Regions from separate parts of the Capra hircus genome. Here region 2 is linked to region 1. The links are chromatin contacts, called in public Hi-C maps. All regions are on one chromosome and are shown on one strand. The core of a region is the stretch at or near the end of the contact, and the rest is flanking DNA. Distances in the headings are between cores, read along the strand shown.

Region 1 (3,074 bases), core at 332-2,831:
GCCTGGGCAAGCTTTGGGGCCCAGGAGGGTGGTGTGTGGGGCGGAGAAGGGAGCTCCTGCAAGGCATGAAAGTGACTCAGAGACACTTTAAAGTGACAGAATAGGAAGGTGCCTGTCAGCACTTCTCTGACAGATTCACCTTGACCAGGGCAAGAACTGGCCCCGGGTAGGCTGGGGTGGCCCCTACGACAGACACACACACACCCCCGTCACTCCAGGTGCTGCCCATAGATGATGCCCCCTCCCCCTCCTGTCCTGGATGGCCACTTTGACCAGATGACACCAGGACAGAGAGACCAAAGGCAGAGGCAGGTGGGGGTGGGGGAATGACCCAGGTCTCACTGTCACTAACTGTCTCTAATATTTCCACTTTGGTCAACTTCCCTCCAACTATCACCCCAGAGATAAACTGCCTTAAAACAAGACTTGCCAAACTTGCCTCCATCACCAGGGCACTCTCCACCTTTGGTGCCCTATCAATTGCTATATTAAAAAATAAATAAACCCTGTACTTATTCCACCAAGAGCTTAGTTACATGGGATTGCATCTGCGTGTGTGCTAAAAGTTAATTTGTTACATAAAGGTGAATTCAATAAGGGCAGAGATTTCAAGGTGTTTTGTCCTTCCTAGTATCTTCTATTCATAGGAAAGTGTCTGGCGCATAGTAAGTGCTCAGTTAACATGGGTTGGAGGGGAAAAAATAAACGAAATGTACACACTTTCAATAATTCACCATTTTCCTGATTTTAATAAGGAGCTAACAGGTTCTCAGCCTAGGGCGGTGCTCCCCCAACCCAGGAGACAATTGGAAATATGAAGGGGTGGTTTTGGTTGTCACAATGACTTCAGGGTGGCTACTGGCATTTAGCGCCAAGGAATCAAGAGATGTAAATGTCCCGCAGTGCCAGGATGGCTCCAACCAAAGAAATGTCAATGTCAAAGGCGCCCGGGTCAGAAATATAACCTGCATTGCCAACTCCTTAGGAGCCTGTGTCTCTGGACTCTATACACAGGGTGTGATACAGACTGGATGTTTAATAACAGCGAAAGAGACTGGAGGGAACAGGGAAAGAAAGGTAACTGCTAGGGGGTGGGAGGATAGGAAATGGGGGGTGGCGTGCGGTGGGGTGGGGGTTGGAGGCGGGGCTAAAAGAACGAATCGCTTGTAGGGCAAAGGCCTCCCTGGGTTTGAGAGAGGCCCAGTCCCCTGCATCTTCTGATGCTCGCAATATATTTAAAAGATTCGGCTCTGCCAAATCGGGGTGTACTGAAAGCTTCTGGATGAAAGGCAAGATTCCTGAGTCCGGCCAGGAAAATCCCAGAATGGATCTCAGGCCAGCAGCCAGGGCCTGGCTGCCCCTCCGTGCCCCCAAGAGAAAGTTCAGCAAGTTCAGGTTCCAGTGCCCTCTAGGGAGTGAAGGTGATCCCACCCAGCCGGGATTTGCGCCCAGGGTGCGCAGCGTGCTGGAAAACCGCCCACGTGGGCAGCCGGGGCAGCATTTCCGCCTGGGACCAACCGCTCTCCCACCTCCCCGCCCGGTCCCCGCGCCTCCGCCCCGCGCCCACTAGGTGGCGCCTGCGCTCTAGTGGGCGCCTCTCGGGCGCAGACGAAAGCGACCGCGGAGCCCCGGCGACAGATCGAACCGGAGTCGCAGGATTCCGGGGACCGGAGGACAGCGCCGGCAGCCAAGGTAGGAATTCCCGAGCCCCGGGCGTTTCCTGCGAACCTCTGTGGTCGGGGTGGGCCCGCGGCGGCCGCCGAGGTCGGCTGGCGGTCTCGGTAGATAACCAGACAGGTCGGAGCGGCCGCACGTGTCGTTGCCTGCGGGGACCCGGAGACCCGCCGTCTCCAAGCTGGGCCTCGGGGCACAGCTGGACGCCAGATCGCTCGCACGCAAACATCCTTCACTGGCTGGTTCCTCTGGAGAGCCTGCCCGAATCCCCCAGCAGCCAGTCCTAGGCTGAGAAAAGAGTTACTGCTCCCCAAATCGACTTCAGCGTTGCAGCCGAGGGCTGATCCAAAAGCACCATTTCTCCAACTTGCCTGCACGCTGGAATCGCTTGGGGGAGCATGAAAAAACTGCCGATGCCCCGTAGCCCTCCACCCAACCCCGCTCTGAGGCTCAGATGGAAGTAGTCTGGGTTGGGGCCTGGACCTCTGGATATTTCAGAGCTTCCCAGGCGATTCCAACTAGCAGCCAAGGGTGAGGACCCTTGACCCAAAGGGTTGGAGGAAAAGGAAGACGGTTGTTGCAGCCCACAATGCTGATTCTCCTCCTCCTCCTTCTTCAGGGAGTCTTTTAAGCAGGAAATATCTCCGCCTTTGAGCTGTCAAAGCCAAGATAACAAACCAACATCCTCCCTCCCAACAGGGCTGGTACTGAAAGGGTTGAACTCGAAAGTGGGCAGGGAACAGAAAGATACAGATGTAGAATATGAGGGAAGACTCTTGGGGAAAAGGGAGCTTGTCCTTACCCTGATCCCATAGAAGTTCAAGGGGCCTCCTGGAGCAGCCCTCATCATTTTAGTAAATGCTATGTTTACAGTGAGCCTAGGCTTAGAGTTCCCAGAGCCAGCCCTCCCTGGGCTGTCTGGCCCTCAAAAACTCATAGAATCACCCTTAGCCTCAGTTTCTTCATCTGCAAAATGGGTATGATTGTATAAAACTCTTAGATTTGCCATGGAATCTATTGACCACAAGAGGTAATGTTTCCTAAGTGCTCATCTGTGCCTGGCATGATGCTAAATGCTTCCTGTGTGTGGGCCACAGCTACTCCTCACCGTGACCTACAAGGCGTTAACTATACTAACTACCCCGTTTGATAGCCAAGGAAGCTGGGGCTCTGAGAGGCCAAGGAACGTGCTCAGAGTTAAATAATTAATTAGAAGCAGATCCTGTGTTTGAACCCAGGCAGTATGATTCTAGAGCCCATGGCAAAAGTACAATGAGTTGCTGTTTCCCTTTTTGGTGGAGGGAACATAGAAAAAGCACGTTACACAGGGCAGCTCATGGTGCCTCCTCCGCAAACACTAGCTGCCATTGCTTCCAGTGGAGCACTTTCACAGAACTGCC
Region 2 (2,954 bases), core at 451-2,950, 190 kb after region 1:
GCACCACCAGAGTAGTTGGATTTTGTTGTTGTTTTGGCACAGCCCCACGATTTGCAGGATCTTAGTTCCCCAACCAGGGATTGAACCCAGGCCCCCTGCAGTGGAAGCACAGAGTTCTAACCACTACTGGACTGCCAGGGAATTCCCATTTTTGCATCTTTTGCCTCTCTACAGTTGTACCTTGATACAGAAACCAGAGTGATCTTTGTAAAGCAAAAATCAGGCCAAGGTACTCCTCTTCTTAGAACCTTTTCATTTCTCTTAGAATAAAGACCTATCCTATAGTGACCTACATAAGCCTGGGCCTTCTACCTCCACTCTGTCCTTCATCCACAATGTTCCTCCAGCATGTTAGGCTCATTCTGTGCTGTTTCCCAGTGCAATACTCTTTCCCCTCATTTTCCACAGAAGTGCCTGCTCCCATCATGCAGGTCTCAGTGTAGGTTTCACCTCTGCAGATAGGCCTTCCCTGCCCGCTCTAACTTAACCTTATTTTGTCTCATTCATGATGCCTACTAGTATTAAAAATTGTATTTATTTTTAAATTGTATTTCTCCTGTCAATACAGTTTAAGCTGACTGAAGGTGACATCTGCTATCTGTCTTATTGGTGATCATATTCCTAGCCCCAAGAACCTGGGAAATAGTAACAATCAGTGAATATAATTTGTTATTGGCTGATTGGCTCCTCTTTTTCTTTGATCTGATTGAATTCAACCCCCTTGTGATTTCCTAGGAACTGTGATCTTTGAATTAACCTCTTTCATTATTCTCTCCTTCACTGGTTTCTCATTTTGGGTTTTATTTGGATTTTAACGTATTCTTATCTCTCTCAACATACTCCCTCATTCCCTCCAGGCCTTTGCATTCTTGGGGAGACATTCTCTTTCCCATTTTCCTCCCTTCTCCCTCTCTTACTCCTCAGGCAACATCAAATCAGCCTCCCTGTCTTCTCAACTGGGTGCCTTGTCACAGCACTCATCACACGTATTGAAGAGGTTTTGCAGATACTTCTTCAAAAGGGCAGGGATCTGTCTATCTTATTATTGCCATTGTTAGCACCTAGTGAATACTGTTTAAATCTATTTTGAATGAATGATCTGGCCAGGGGAAGTCAGAGGCTTTATGCAAGAGATTGCAGACATTAACAACAGGAGTATATGCACCTTATTGTATTCTTTTCCCCAGCAGTTAATGACACTTAACATGCACATGGTACATTTAAACTATGAGGTATATTACTGAGTGTCCTTTACTAGTCGCTCCATCGTGTCTGACTCTGTGACCCCACGGACTGTAGCCCACCAGGCTTCTCTGCCCATGGAATTCTCCAGGCGAGAATACTGAAGTGGATTACCATTCCCTTCTCCAGAGGAACTTCCCACCCTAGAACCCTGGTCTCCTGTATCGCAGGCAGATTCTTTACCGTTTGAGCTTCAGGGAAGTCTGTAAAGTGAAAGTAACTCAGTCCTGTCTGACTCTTCAGAACTGCTGTACAGTCCATGGAGTTCTCCAGGCCAGAAAACTGGAGTGGGTAGATTTTTCGCTTCTCCAGCAGATCTTCCTAACCCAGGAATTGAACTGGAGTCTCCTGCACTGCAGGCAGATTCTTTAACAACTGAGCTATCAGGGAAGCCTCCTTTGCTCTTTAAAAGAAGGAAAAACCCTTCCACCTCAGATGTCACAGTGTTTTGAGCTTAGAGTGCCACCTGCTGGTTTGTATAGGGAAATACAGTATCTGACCCACTTGATAATTCCCCTTTGGGTATCCTGTCTCCAGTGTTCTTTCCTCTTTTTCCTTTATCATTCTGTGCTTCTGCTTTGATTAATCCTGACCAGGAGTGAAATCAAAACTAAATCTCTTCTTTAACTGTATTTTTTCTCATCTGTTTTTCAGCCTTTGCCATATCATAGGAAAACCTCTCTTCCTCTTTCTGCACTAAACTAAAAAATACTGTGATTGTGACACTTCTGTTTTTAAGCAAAATAAGATATAATGAGATGTGCATTTTAGAATGCTGAAAAATGTTTTTCAGTCTCCTGGCAAAACATGAAAAATAAAAAGTGATTTCCTTATGTTTTATTTACTTATTAAATTTATAACTCTTTCTTTTTCATTGTCAGTGTCTTTTATTTCAACTATATTAGTGCTTAAGTATTAGGTTCTTGTGAATCAGACCAGAAACACTGATCACTTATTTTATATCTGTATGAAAGTTTATTTTGAGTTCCCAAAGATAACCAACTTATAGATGAACTTTTGTCACACAACTTAGGAAACTCTTCATATCTTACATCCCTAGTCCTTTGTTAATTTATAAAATTTATGATGCTAAGATGAAGAGATGAAATGCAACTAAATTTGTGTGTTTTTTATGTGTTGTATCTTTAAATCATATCTGTGATTCTTTGAAAACTGATAATTCATTAATTTCATAGAGAAATTCTCAAGTAGAATTTTGATTCCCTGGGGTATTATGCTGTGCTTAATCACTCAGTCGTGTCCAACTCTTTGCAACCCACTGGAGTATAGCCTACTAGGCTCTTCTGTTCATGGGGATTCTCCAGGCAAAAATACTGGAGTGGGTTGCCATGCCCTCCTCCAGGGAATCTTCCTGGCCCATGGATTGAACTCAGGTCTCCTGTATTGCAGGTGGATTCTTCACCCCTTGAGCCACTAGGGAAGCCCAAGAATACTGGAGTGGGTAGCCTATCCCTTCTCCAGGAGACCTTCCCAACCGGGGAATCAAACTGGGGTCTCCTGCATTGCAAGAAGATTCTTGCCAGCTGAGCTACTAGGCAAGCCCTATTCAATCTCTGCCCCTTTGGCTGTTGAATGCAATATAAGAATGACATATTTATATAAAAATTAATTATATTTGCTAATCCTTATCAAACATTATTAACTCTATGCTAGGCTGAAGGAGACAGTGGCTTGAATCTCTGTGGTAAAGA

The links. A called contact is a pair of places that touch in the nucleus more often than the background predicts.
Region 2: a Hi-C map of blood shows a contact between it and region 1, with 4 times the contacts expected there. The contact joins the enhancer-like site here to the promoter of CHD9 in region 1. A contact is called at or near these places in 2 of 5 Hi-C or Micro-C datasets (both in blood).

What each region holds. Positions count from the first base shown.
Region 1 is chr18:22,928,709-22,931,782 of ARS1.2, forward strand. CHD9 (chromodomain-helicase-DNA-binding protein 9) reads left to right here and starts at 1,582. Exons shown (of 39, transcript XM_005691975.3): 1 at 1,582-1,692.
Region 2 is chr18:23,118,376-23,121,329 of ARS1.2, forward strand. All of the region lies in intron 24 of CHD9 (chromodomain-helicase-DNA-binding protein 9), which reads left to right. Among named protein-coding and RNA genes, the nearest start is that of RBL2, 51 kb to the right of the region's middle. Within about 2 kb of position 1,701, at least 3 of the 5 cell types and tissues checked have an H3K27ac peak or open chromatin away from gene starts, as enhancers often do.